2 separate regions of the Arachis hypogaea genome follow, and region 2 is linked to region 1. Evidence: chromatin contacts called from public Hi-C data. All regions are on one chromosome and are shown on one strand. The core of a region is the stretch at or near the end of the contact, and the rest is flanking DNA. Distances in the headings are between cores, read along the strand shown.

Region 1 (3,483 bases), core at 754-3,253:
CAATACATATCGATCACATTTATCTTACCTTTCTTAACCTAGTTTCTATTCAATCGTTGTTCCATGTAGCCCAAATCCACTCTCTTTCCTAAGACTTTGACTATGAGCACGACATGCTATGGTTTACGCCATTCCTTGAACTCATCTTTTCTGATCGGTATAGTTGGGCACGGGTCAAAAAGTTTGTTCTCTTTGGAGAGATCATCATCCTCTTTGTATCATCGATTCTCAGGATCAGAATCGTCCTCTGCAACACTCTCACAAGGGTTAGTAGGAATCTCCTTCCATGTTCCTGGCATGGTCAACGGTGATTTCTTATAAGAAATCTTAGACACAACATTCTTGTCAATATTCTCTTCAACTTGGATCTTCATGCATTCAACCGATTTCTTCAAATCAACTTTATCTCTTGTTTTGACTATTTTCGTACTTCATTGCATTTAGTTAATCACTTAAGTAGAAGCCCTCGAAAAAATGTTCATGAGTTTTTTCTTTCATGATAGCTCGATTCTTAAATAAAGGTAAAAGTTGAATTATGAATGTGAGAATTATTTGTAATAAGAAATAAGTGTTAATGAAGAGTATTTTTATCAAAATTTTATTTTTCGTTTTTTATTCTTAATTTTTTTATTAATAGACTGAGTTGATCTTAATTCTTAAGTCTTAATAAATGATTATTAATGTGTGTCTAAGACCACGACATTATTTTTTGTTAGTTTGAAACTTGCTATTTTAAATTATTTTATTAGAAAAAGAAAAAAGTTATTGAGTTATCGATTATTATTTAAAGTCTCATTGGGGAGTCAATGGAATATTTGTACAATGTGTAATCAGCTGTTTATTTGCCTTAATGAGTTAAAAATGAAAATTACCCACGAAATAATAAATTTAAAAACTCTTATTTAGTTATTTCACATCAAATTTTAAATTTCAAATTTTTAAAAAATCTAGTTAGTTATTTCAGAAAAATAATCATCTGAAATCCTCTAATACTCTCTTCTTTTTCAACCGGCGGCCACCCTACCTTCATTAATAATCATCCCATTTCACCATCGCTACTTGGCTTGCCACATGCCACTCACCCTTAATAAAAATAACCATTCACTTAAGGATAAAAATAATCATCCGCATACTTAATGAATTGAACATCTAACATATTTTAATTATATATAACTAAACTCAATCTAATCAAAATAATCATCTACATAAAAATAAAATAACCATCTGTATATCTACTAAAATGACCATCCTAAATTGACCATTAAAATAGAAGAAGATGAATAAATAGAAGAAACTATTATTGTGGTGAAACATAATTTTAAAAGATTAGTTATAACAAAAGCGGCACTGTTATGAATCATAGGGCTCAAATCATGAAAAAAGCTAACCATGTTTGGATCCGAAAAAGAAGAAAAGCATAGTGGTATAATTGGTGAGAAGAGGTTTAAAGGATTGGGAAAAATCGAAGCCGGTTCGGAAGAGAGGCACAAAAATAGCGGCAGCAACGTTAAGCTGAGCGTCAAAGGGAGAGGCGCATCGGACTGACTAGCGAAGGCGAGGACGGTGTCGGTGGGAGGATGCGGCGGCCTTGGTATGGCCGACGAGAAATTCAGTAACGCGAGGTGAGAATCGGAGAAGATGACGGTGAGTTTTAGACGTGTATTAGAAGTTACTGTAAGATTAGAAATAACCGTACATAGTGTGAATGAATTTAAATACTAATCTTAATTTTCAAATTTTAAAATTTAAAATTAAATAATTAATTAATAATTTAATTTTTTATTTTAATTTTACTTTTTTTCAATTTATTGTACATATTATACTCAATTAATATTGGTTCTTAATACTTTTTTTATTATTTAACTATCAACTTAATTTTTTTAGTTTAATAATTTAAAGATTTATTTTTTCTCATACTTTTAAATATTAATAATAAAAAACAATAAATTCTAATAATTTATGTAATCTTTCTACAAAAATATGCTCGGGTTTAAATGTAGTTGATTGTTAATGCGCATCAGGCAGCATGCACTTCACTACCCACCAGTGTGAGGGAGTCCTCTCTCTTCATTCTGTTTTTTGGTGCTCCCAACAAACTACCATCCGTACACTTCTTTTCTTCTTTTTCGGGGGTGTCAGGTATTGACACAACATTCACTCACTCACCATCACTGTTTCGATTTTCGAAGAAGAATAAGAAGAAGAGGAGGAAGATCACACTCTGCGCCACACCATCACTTCAGCTTCAACACGCAAACTCTCTTATACCTCTTAATGTAAGTAAGCTTTGCTCAGCTGGCAACCGTGATTTTTTCCCCCCTTTTTTTTGAACAAACCCTCGCATGTTTATTTTCTTAATTTGAATTTCTCTTGCCTTTTCCAATTTGGTGAATGTCATCACTCACATATGCATGTTTCTCAAAGGTTCATACTTTCTCCAAAAAGAAAAAAGTTTTTTTTTTGGGGGCTTGCTTTTAAGTGCAATGCATGATGCATCCTGGTCTCTTCATTTCTGGTTTCTCCAACTGTGTCTTGTAGAGCACTGCTGATGAACTGAGTTGATACCTGAAATAAGATGGGGAAAAAATCCAAAATTAAAAAGGAGGAAGTTGCTGAAGATTGGTGTTTTGTGTGCAAGGATGGTGGGTTGATGAGGGTGTGCGATTATGGGTAAGTTCAGCAACATAAATTATTTAGATGCTGTTTCATTTTTGTTTTGGTTAAATGAGAATCCATGATTTTGCTCATTTTTTAGCATGCACAAAGTTTTTCCATTACTTTGATGATCCAGGGTTATCAGTGGTTATTTCCGTGCTAAAATAATTGCTTTGATGATTTAGGGTTTTTTCCTTTCTTTTCTTTTTAAATACACCGAGTTTCATCTTTCTTGGTAGTCATTAAGCATAGGAGAAAATTAGAATTTCCTAGTTTGTCTTAATAGTAAATAATAAGTAGTAAACTTTGATATTGTAGTATACTTGGAAATATCTGATATAGTGTAACCAAGCACATCACTGTCACTAGTATGCTTGTTAATGATGATGAAGCTGGATTAGGAACATTTTATAAAGGTACACTTTGTTCTGTGAGTAACTTTCATTTTGATGGTTAATCCATGTTTCTTGTAGGGATTGCCTTAAATCTTATCATCCTTCTTGTGTGAAGGAAGATGATTCCTTTTTGGAGGCTGACACAAATTTTACTTGTGGTAAGCTGCTTCACTTTATCTCTATGGTCTATATAAGGTATTCGAACACATTTCTTTCTTTCTTTAGTTATTCATTTTTTTTCAAATGGTACATATTCTTGCAATGGATTCCAACATGAAGATGTCATTTCCTACCATAATATTTTAATCTGCAGATGCTTATGTCTAACTCAATCTTTACCATCGAACTTGCGTATCTTGAATATCCCAGACGTCCTTTAAAACATTTGGTATTCGATACGTCTTAAACCTTCATAGATGGCATATGTTATGTA
Region 2 (3,384 bases), core at 299-2,798, 170 kb before region 1:
ATTCACATTCACATTCACATTCACATTCATATTTACCTCTAAGATAAGCTTGGAATACTCATCCTACTTTCCACCGTCCAAACTCATTCTCCATTTTTCACAAATTTCTTAATTACTTTAAGAACTTGGCACTATTAACAATTTGGGGATTCTTAAATTACTGTTTTCAAGGCCTCAACATGATTATATAAAGATAAAATATGAAATATTCCATTATTAAATCATGTTAGACGATCAAATATAAATTTCAGCCATATTTGTAAGAATTTATAAAAAAATATGTACAAAAAATTTAAAGAATTATTAGAATTTATTATTTTTAATTATTAATTTAATTTTTTAATTTGATAATTTAATTATATATTTAATTTATATTTTTAAATATTAATAATTATTTAATAATAAAAATATTACACATATAATTTTTTTAATTACGTCTAATTAAATTAATTAATAAAATTTGAATGAATAAATAAGAGTGAGAGTGAGAGTGGTGAGAATAATTTTTATTAATAGTAAATTAATTTGATTAAATTTTATTGACAAAAAAATTTATACATATAATATTTATCATAATAACAAAATTAATTTAATATTATATATATACATACTCACATTTTATTAATGTTGTTACGGTCCGGCCCAGACCACGAACGGGTCGGCCCGACCCGTCGAGAATCCGACCCGAGCGGCCGAGTCCTCAGCACTTGCCACGGTGCCAGGACACGCGTCCTCACCATTCCATCAACACGATCGAGGAAGCTTCGGGGAAAATGGGTCTGTCCCCCTAGGGCCCACCTTTGACACGGTATAAATAGGGAAGGACTTGCCCTTCCCTCGAGGTATGTTACACTTTTCCACCTTACCATTTTCCCGCCTGCACACTAGCTGACTAGAGCGTCGGAGTGTCTTTGCAGGTGGCACCCCCTCTTTCCTCCCACAACGAGAGCTCGGCTACCGGGCATTTCCGAACCCAGTACGATCACGATTGAAGCGTTCTCACCTCCTCAAACGTCCACCCGAACTGTCCGGTAACCGACAACCGAACATTGGCGCCGTCTGTGGGGACTGTTTAAATGGACGTCGTGCCGGGTCCCGGAGACCAAGGCCGAGGAGCTGGAGCAGAGGGGGCAGCCTCCGTCGCCTCACTAAGGGGGCGGCGGAGGTCCCCCCGACAACGCACCGAACCACACGCAAGGACACGACCTTTCGGGAGAACGGGCGCCGACAGCGCCATAATAACGCAGGAGCTACGCCACAGGGTCCAAAACCTGGAACGGCAACTGGCCGACCAGGAGCACGACCGACGAACCACCGATCCCAGCTACTCCCCATCCCCTGAAAGCCAAGAGAGAGATTCCCGTCAAAGCCGTCTACGACGCGCCTCTGCATCTCGAACGGAAGCGGAGAGTACCCATGAAGAATCACCCATCCCGAGAAGACGAAACGACACAATCATCTACTCCCGAGGCAAGGAAACGCGCCGCACGGGACGAGGTCGCGAGGACGGGGAAGAGAGGTCCGAGAGGACACGGTAACCCATGATAATGGGCGCCATCCCGTTCCACCGATCCATCCTCGAAGTCCGGTTGCCGAAGCACTTCGACAAACCAACGGACATGAGATACGATGGAACTCAAGACCCTCTGGAACATCTCACGGCCTTCGAAGCCAGGATGAATCTGGAGGGAGTAGGGGACGAGGTGAGATGCCGAGCCTTCCCGGTGACTCTGGCAGGACCCGCGATCAGATGGTTTAACGGCCTACCGCGGGAATCTATCCATGGGTTTTCGGACATTAGCCGTGCCTTCCTAGCCCAATTCACAACACGAATAGCAAAGGCAAAGCACCCAATCAACCTTCTGGGGATAACCCAGAGACAAGGAGAGCCGACCAGAAAATACCTGGACCGGTTTAACGACGAATGTCTGGAAATCGACGGCCTAACCGACTCTGTGGCCAGCCTCTGTCTAACGAACGGCCTCCTCAACGAAGACTTCCGAAAACACCTAACCACGAAACCGGTTTGGACGATGCACGAAATCCAAACGGTGGCTAAGGAATATATAAATGACGAGGAAGTCAGTCAGGTCGTAGCCGCCAACAAACGGCACTACGGCTACAATCAACCAAGGCAACAGGGTAGCGGGGAGAGGCAGAAAGAACAGGCCAAAGAGGGAGGGTTGAGCAAAGCACCCAGACCGTTTCCCCGAATCGGGAAGTTCACAAACTATACCCCGCTCACCCACCCCATCGTGGAAGTTTACCAACAAATAGCTGAGAGAGGGATCTTGTCGAAGCCTCGACCACTCAAGGACCGTACGGGGGGAAGCAAGAGCCTCTACTGTGACTACCACAAGGGCTATGGCCACCAAACACAGGACTATTTTGACCTGAGGGATGCATTAGAACAAGCCATCAGGGACGGTAAACTTTCAGAATTCTCCCATCTAATAAGGGAGCCGAGGAGGCGGCATCGGGACCAGGACGAAGAAGGGAAGACCCGGTCGACAAAGCGACGACAAGAGCCAGAAGACAAAGACCACGGTCTCACCGTGATAAATGTAGTGACCGCCAAAAACGCGGCACCAAAGTCAAGATCGGCACACAAGAAAGACGCCAAGGTCCTGGCGGTCTCCCTCGTGCCAGTGCGAAGCTCCAAGAAGCCCCCGTCTATCTCATTCGGCCCGGAAGATCAGTGGCTCGACGAAGCCCCCGAAAACCCACCAATGGTCATTACGGCCAGGGTAGGAACAGGGCTCGTAAATCGGATCCTCGTTGACACGGAGGCAGACTCCAACATCAAGTTCCGCAACGTGTTCGACGCCCTGGGGTTAAAGGATGCCGACCTATTGACTCATCAGCACGGGGTCATCGGATTGGGCGACCACTTCATCAAGCCAGATGGAATAATATCCCTGCCGATCTCCGTGGGACAAGTCCAAGGTCGAAGATCGGCAATGGCAGAATTCGTGGTTCTCCGAGATTCTACGGCCTACAACATCATTTTGGGGAGAAAGACGATTAACGATATTGAGGCAATAATCAACACAAAGCTACTAATCATGAAGTTTGTTGCCGACGACGGATCTGTAGGGTCCATAAGGGGAGACCTGGAGACGGCGGTCGCTTGCAACAACGCCAGCCTCTCCCTAAGGAAGAAATCCAAAGAAGCATCAGGGGTGTTCCTGGCCGACTTGGACGCCAGGGTGGACGACAAACCCAGACCAGAACCGGAGGGGGACTTGGAGAAGTTTAGGATCGGCGACACGGAGGACAAGTTCACCTTTATCAATAGAAATCTTCCGCAAGAACTGAAGGAACCCTTGGTAGAAATGATCAAGGCCAATGCCGACTTGTTTGCTTGGACACCGGCCGACATGC

The links. Hi-C and Micro-C count contacts between places; a contact is called where the count stands out from the background.
Region 2: a Hi-C map of an unstated tissue shows a contact between it and region 1, with 2.5 times the contacts expected there. The contact joins the promoter of LOC140183129 here to the promoter of LOC112789518 in region 1.

What each region holds. Positions count from the first base shown.
Region 1 is chr3:11,885,951-11,889,433 of arahy.Tifrunner.gnm2.J5K5, reverse strand. LOC112789518 reads left to right here and starts at 2,003. Exons shown (of 10, transcript XM_072232383.1): 1 at 2,003-2,276; 2 at 2,539-2,670; 3 at 3,129-3,208. The coding sequence starts at 3,170.
Region 2 is chr3:12,055,326-12,058,709 of arahy.Tifrunner.gnm2.J5K5, reverse strand. LOC140183129 reads left to right here and starts at 1,548. Exons shown (of 1, transcript XM_072231150.1): 1 at 1,548-3,384. The coding sequence starts at 1,548.